Regions from separate parts of the Mus musculus genome. Here region 1 is linked to region 2. The links are chromatin contacts, called in public ChIA-PET maps. All regions are on one chromosome and are shown on one strand. The core of a region is the stretch at or near the end of the contact, and the rest is flanking DNA. Distances in the headings are between cores, read along the strand shown. Region 1 overlaps Mtmr7 (myotubularin related protein 7). Region 2 holds the start of Zdhhc2 (zinc finger, DHHC domain containing 2).

Evidence for each region. ChIA-PET counts read pairs in DNA pulled down with a chosen protein or histone mark.
Region 1: a contact with region 2 is called in an RNA polymerase II ChIA-PET map of memory CD8 T cells, with 12 read pairs. The contact joins the enhancer-like site here to the promoter of Zdhhc2 in region 2. A contact is called at or near these places in 1 of 484 Hi-C or Micro-C datasets (embryonic stem cells), 3 of 115 datasets of contacts at active chromatin or transcription factors (effector CD8 T cells, embryonic stem cells and memory CD8 T cells) and 2 of 9 other capture datasets (adipose tissue and pancreatic islet).

The regions. Positions count from the first base shown.
Region 1 is chr8:40,582,937-40,586,196 of GRCm38.p6, reverse strand. All of the region lies in intron 6 of Mtmr7 (myotubularin related protein 7), which reads left to right. Among named protein-coding and RNA genes, the nearest start is that of Mtmr7, 50 kb to the left of the region's middle. Within about 2 kb of position 1,311, at least 101 of the 459 cell types and tissues checked have an H3K27ac peak or open chromatin away from gene starts, as enhancers often do. A contact at or near this core is called in effector CD8 T cells and memory CD8 T cells, where this site is marked.
Region 2 is chr8:40,422,464-40,425,584 of GRCm38.p6, reverse strand. It overlaps Zdhhc2 (zinc finger, DHHC domain containing 2), which reads right to left and starts at 1,770. Exons shown (of 13, transcript NM_178395.4): 1 at 1,416-1,770. The coding sequence starts at 1,542.

The sequences.
Region 1 (3,260 bases), core at 62-2,561, 160 kb before region 2:
TTATTAGAACGTGGCAGCCACAGGACCAGGCCTTGTCTGTATTTAAAGCCACCTTCTTAGTCCTAAGGATTCAGTTTGAAGGGTATATTTAGTACTCACTTTGTTTATTGTTAAGTGGTAAGAAGTTGACTCTGATCCAGTAGATAAAGAAAGTTGGGTGCTCTCTTCTCAGGTGCAAAGATGTGGCTTGTAAAAACTGCTTCAAGCTTTGTGTTCCCCTCCTCTCTCCCCCTCTTTTCTCTCCCTCTTTTCTCTTTCTCCCTCTCTCTTTTCTTCTATCCCTCTCTTTCTCCCTCCCTCTCTCTTTTCCTCTCTCCCTGTCTTCCCCTCCTTCCTTTCTTCTTTTTTTTCATGACCACGTTGGTTGATTCCCACCCCTCAGGTGCGGTAGTTTTCCTAGGCCACCAGGAAAGTATGCAGATGTTTGCCACAGAAGGGTTGCATGGCGGCATGCAGGTTGTCCTCAGTCCTTGCCTTCTGCATCCAGCTTTATTTCCTAGTATAATAATAATAATAATAATAATAATAATAATAATAATAATTAATAATAATAATAATAATAATAAAGACAAAGGCTTGGGAGGCAGCTCCCAGGGTCCTGATCCTTGGTCTCTGAGCGGGGTTAAGTCCACACAAGGGCTTCCCAAGCCACCCACCCAGATGAAAGCCTTTTGAATTGTTTGTTCACTGATGGGACAGTGATGGGCCGCAGAGGCAGTGAAAGCCTTAAGTATGTACTGAGAAAAGTCTCCTTGGTCTCAGCTGTTGCTAGAGATTGGTACATTAACACATGGAATTGAGTCAGAACGGTATTTGTGGAGGTCTAAGACAAGGACCGTGTCTCTGTACTTCAGCCTCTTCTGTCAGATATGCTGGCATTCTGTTGAGCTTGCAAAAATGTTCAGCACGTTCTCATTTCACTCTTGGAAGAATTCTGCAGATTGGGAGGCTTCTTGTCTTTTCCTGGACTTAGCTTTAAAGAGGTTAGGTAATTCACTGAGACCACACGGTTTAGACCCAAGGCCACATTCAGTTAAATACAAGCTTATTTGACATCAAAGCCAGTGGCTTTTTTGTTTCTGTTTCCCAGAACATCTCTAGGGGACCCTTGTCCCCGCTTCCAGACTCTAGAGGGTTGACACCTAAGTTGATCACACACCCAGCTCCAGGCTGAGCCAAAGTCACCTCAAGCCAGTGGAGCAGGAGGGCTCTAAGCTGTGTGCCTGCCTACCAGCTATGGAGGAAGTATGAGTCCTGAAGTTAAGGCTGTCATCTGTCTAAGCTATGGAGGAAGTGTGAGTCCTAAAGGCAGGGGCAAGGTTGAGTCAGTCACCTGCTTCTGTGGTGACCGGCCCTGTGACATGCCTCAGCTCCATGGACTGCTTTGTGGTTGTGGCCTTAGTGTCACGGCGCCAGGGGTTGTTTCATTGTCTAACAGGAAGTCATAGGGTATTTCTCTCTTTCTTGGTAATGAGGTAATGTCTATTCACTGGGTCCCATGCAGGAGACATCTTCAAGATACAGCTATGAAGTTCAGGGTACCTGAAAAGTGGGAACCTGGGATCTTATTTCCTGGTTATATGCATAAAGTTTGAAGGTGGCCATTGACAGAGGAAAGAGAGTGGGAGAGAGACATTTGTGTTTTGTAGCAGGTGAGGGGAGAGTCTTCAGTCCTGTTCTTTGTAAGTGCAAGGATGGACAAATATCCTTTGGCTTAATTTGGACCTTAACAAACTTGATAAAACCTTGCTAACACAGCTTACCTATCATGGAGGCCCCCGGAGAGGGACCTGGGGCTAATGTAGCTGGCAATGGCTGCTGGTCTAGGCTCAGGCCACAGTGGATCTCGTATGCGAGTGAAAGGTGGCACAGTACTTCTAGGAGCCTATACTGTGTGCCTTAGGAAAGTCACCCTTTGGATGCCTATGCGGAGAAGGCAGAGACAGCCAGTTATTAGCAATCAGAAGCACTGTCAACCAGTAAGACAACTGACATTGCCTAGCTTTGCAAAGAGCTGTTTATCTAACTGCATCTCTTCCACATGGTCCCTTCTACCAACTACACAGAGCAGGCGAGCCTGTTAGAAGCCACGGGAAGGGAGAGCCCTCATCACCTCACGGAGCCTGTACCCAGGGAAAGAGACCGTTTTGCATCATATATGGGTTGAAAATTTAAATTAGCCTGGATCAAGATTTCATCCTGTACTCTTAAATACGTGAAAGATGTCCCTGGATGGCGAAGGGGACATTTTGAGAAGCTTATTTGTAGGTCATACCTGTAGGCAATAAAATCATCTAGTATTTCCAAGAGTGTGCCACAGTTAAGTTAGTGAGGAGAAGAAAGAGCACTCTTTGACACCTGTGCTAGGCTTTGGCCCAGTTCTCCTAAAGGTAGCTGTCTGTCTGTCTGTCTGTCTGTCTGTCTCAGTCTGGAATATCTTTTTTGGGTGTTTATTATTTCTAAACCTGTGTTTCTGCTTTGAAAGTTCAGCTTTTGCCACATTAAATAAGTAGAGCTCCTAAAAAATAGTTTGTATGATAGATTAAATATCGCCACCTTGTGTTTGTTATGTGAATTACAGACTGACTTTGAAGAGGTTTTCTCCTACTTGCTTTTAAGGAAAACTGCCTGCCGTTTCTCCCATTGTAACTCCTAAGTGATTTAAAGTGTGAGCATATGTTATATATGCAGGAACTGTAGTAGTAAGAGTGCTTTGCTTATCACGTATTATACATGTTCAGAAGAGATGGGGCGGGGCTGATGAGAAGGCTGGACCTTGAATTTAGATGCAGAATAAGTGTGTAGTTCATATAACATCAGGCTCGTTGGATCTGTTGATTTGTTGCATTTAATGAAGTTCATTACAGAGGTTTAGCTGAAACTGCCCTGAAAATAATTATGTAAGGCCATAACGTTTTAAAAGTACACAGTTCCATGAGAGCAACATGCATATGTAATTTCTGGAAGAAAAAAAAAATCCCCTTAAAATATTAGAACATATATATCCCTTAAGATATATCATGAAAGTGTTTATTGGTTATGGCTAAAGCCTTAGGGATGTGCCTTGCTTTTGTAGACCGGGGTCAGTCTCCCGAAGAGCCCACAGCCCCATAGATGCCAGAGGAGCAGAGGAGGGGAGCAGGAGCCCGCTTGCTGACGAAGCAGGGACTCCTGTGGCAGTGGCTTGCTCTCAGCTCTGGCTGTATTGTGTTTTCTCCCTGGTTGTCTCATTCTTCTCTATGGTCCTGACTTAACGTGTG
Region 2 (3,121 bases), core at 521-3,020:
ATTGTACATGACTACTTATTACATATTCTTATGCATTGTCAGGAAGATGTCAGTATAGACCACTTTTAAAAATCTTTAAATCAAAAATTAGAATTTTCACCTAATTGGGATTAAAATGTTGTTTCTGAATCTAGTCGACAAGGTAATAATAGCAAATTTTAAAACTATATGAAATGGGAAGATAGGTTCAATTATCTTGAAAGTGATGTCAAAATTATTTTGGTGTTATCATCTTGACACCATTTCTCATAGGACCGACATTTGGAGCTGAGATGGCTTCAGAGAAGGTTTTGCACTTCATGCACGAAGCTTTGAAACTACTCAAGTTGCAAAGCTTTAAGGAAACAGACCCTATTTCCTCCTTGTCCCACCCTAGGCTAGTACTTGGTTAGGGCAAAGGTTAGTAAGTTCAGTGGGTAAACATCAGACAAAATATTCACGTATCCCTGGCAGAAGAGTCATCCCCTGTGTGAACATTTCTTCCTGATAACACACATCAGCTTTCACGGAACCTCCTAAGGCAGAAAGTTTACATTAAGCTTCATAACTGTATTCCCTGCTTATGAATAATCAACCTTAAAAAAACAAATCTTCAGTGCTGAAAGTGCCCCACCCACCAATTCAGGAGCTTTATCTTGGACTGGGGCACTTGGTTCTCTGGATGCTATGCACTTCAGATGATGGTTTTCCTGCCCCGCTCTCTATTTTCCCAGCATCTAAACTATAGTCTTCTATATTTCTCACAGGTCTTCGAAAGATACTTTCTAGTGGCTCGCCCTTCCTGCCTCCTTTTGAATTAGAAAGTGGCTAATTATCAACCCTCAAACCACACAGGCGGTTACAACGCTCGTGAGTACTGTTATCATTTTTTAAAAAGTGGGTCTATGGCCATCAGAAAAGAAGCTGGCTCTGCCATCCGAGCGAGGTTAAGGCCAGTGTTTCCCCATCGCATATCTGGCGCAGCTCTGATTCTTGGCCCAGCCTTCAGGGCAGCTTCTCCGGCCTCCAGGGCAGCTTCCCAGCCTCAGTGACCACAGTGGTCCCCTGTTCTGTCCTGCTCGGTGAGAGGGTGTGGCTGGGGTGGCAGTGGTGAGTAAAAGGCAGAAGGGGGTACTCCTGGCCGTGCGTCCTGGGGTGGAGGTGACCCAGTAACCCAAAAGCGGCAAGGGGAGACCAAGGGAGTGACAGAGTGCAGGAGGTCTCCAGGAGGCCGGCTGACCTCCGCTTGGGGTGGTGGTGGTGGGGAGAGAGGTTTGGGGCGGCAGGCAAGCAGGTATTGGGAAGCGCCCAGGGCGCGCGGCGGGGTGGGGAGAACCCAGCGGATGCACAGAGTGGAAGCAATCGCAGAGCGGGGCTGTAGTCCCGGGACCGCGAGGGGACAGCGTGTGGGGTTCGGGACGCGGGCACCCACTCACCTATGCACAGCTGGATGGCGTAGGCGTAGTAGGACCAGCCCAGCAGCAAGCTGATGAACACCACCGGGATCCAGTAGAGCACCCGCCGGCACCGCCGCCTCACGCCGCCCGAGCCCGAGGGCGCCATCTTCCAGCCGCAGACACCTGCCCAGCTCTGCCGCCGCCGCCGCCCGTGGGCCTGGCTCGGGGCCGGGCTCGGGGCTCCCGGAGCACCCGACGGGACAGGCCCGGGGGCGGCGGCTGGCTGTGCTGCGGCCACCGCGGCCGCCGTGGCGCTAGCTCCCCATCCCGCGGCAGCGAGCGGGCGCCGCGGACTCCCGCTGCTCTGCCGGGCTGAGGCGGCGGCTCAGAGTAGGAGGACGAAGGCGACGAGGCGGCGGGAAGCTCCGCTCCGCCCCCGCCTGGTCCCCGCCCGGTCCCCGCCTCGCTGCCTCCCACTGCGCGGCGGGCTGCGCCCTCGGGCGGGTGCAGGGATCCGGACGCGGACTCCCACGGCGCCCTCGGACTCTCGGCTACCCGTGCGCCCTTGCCCTGGGCCACCGCAGGGGCGCTCGAGGTGGCGACCCGGTGCCCACCTTGGCCCTCCCGCCCCTGCACTTGGCCCTGGATCGCGGGACTGTGATGAGAATTGACACTCGCTTTGGGTCACCCTCCCCAGCCGCAAGCCACTCCCAGGGCGCGGATCGGAGGGGGACGAGCTGCAAGGTGTCGCTTGTAGGAGGACGAGCGTCAGCCCCTCTTCGCCCCGCCCCCGGGACCAGCCAGTTGCTATCCCACTCCTCACCGGCCAGGCCCAGGGAGGATTGCGCCAAGTCCTTAGGCGCCCAGGCCCTCACCCTTGCATCTGTCAGGAAAATTCTCGCTTTAACTTGTGGGTGCCAGTAAACTGGCTGAGAGTAGCCAAAGTGCGGTCAGTTTCCAGAACAGACCAGCGAAATGATGGTGTTTGGGCATGAGAACGCCTACCTAGGTGCCCAGATCGCCATGAAGAGGGTTGCCAGAGGCCCTAGCCAGAGGGAGCAAGTTGAATTTTACGTTGTGAATCCATTGACAGTAACTAGAGTTAGGGCTGGCAGATCTTTGCTGAGAGAAGATTCTCTCTTTTTGTGTTAAACTGTCTTGTGATTCTAAGAGTAAAGTTTACCGTCCCCATCTCCCAAGAGCCAAGCGATTCCTTCTCTGCGTTCTTTCCCATCCTATCCAGCCTGACAGTGATTTTGGTTGTGATAGCGATTCTAAATTTAGCATATAGTAGAGTTTAAAGCGGTTGTCAAAACCACTGGAACGTGATTCTAATGGTAGTTAGAACAAACATCCCACAGTTAATTGTTGGTGAATGGGAAAGGAACGTGTTTCTGAGATTACTCCTCCCATTATATAAACAATTAGTATGTGTAACAGGTACCAGATATCATTAATGAATACTATATTTACTCCACACAACCAGATTGGGTAGAATTACTTGATAAACGTGATAAGAATGCTGAAGTATAGAAACCCAGCTCCAATTATGTCCTCCTGGCTTTTCAATTATCTTCCCAAGACTGGATTAAATATCAAGCCAATGTTCCTGAAACAGCTACTGCATCAACGCAGAAACAACCTCGCTCACCGGCACCCCCAGAGCTCCCTGGGACTAAACCACCAATCAGAGAAAACAGGAGGTGGGACTCATGCGTATATAGCAGAGGATGGCCTATTCGGTC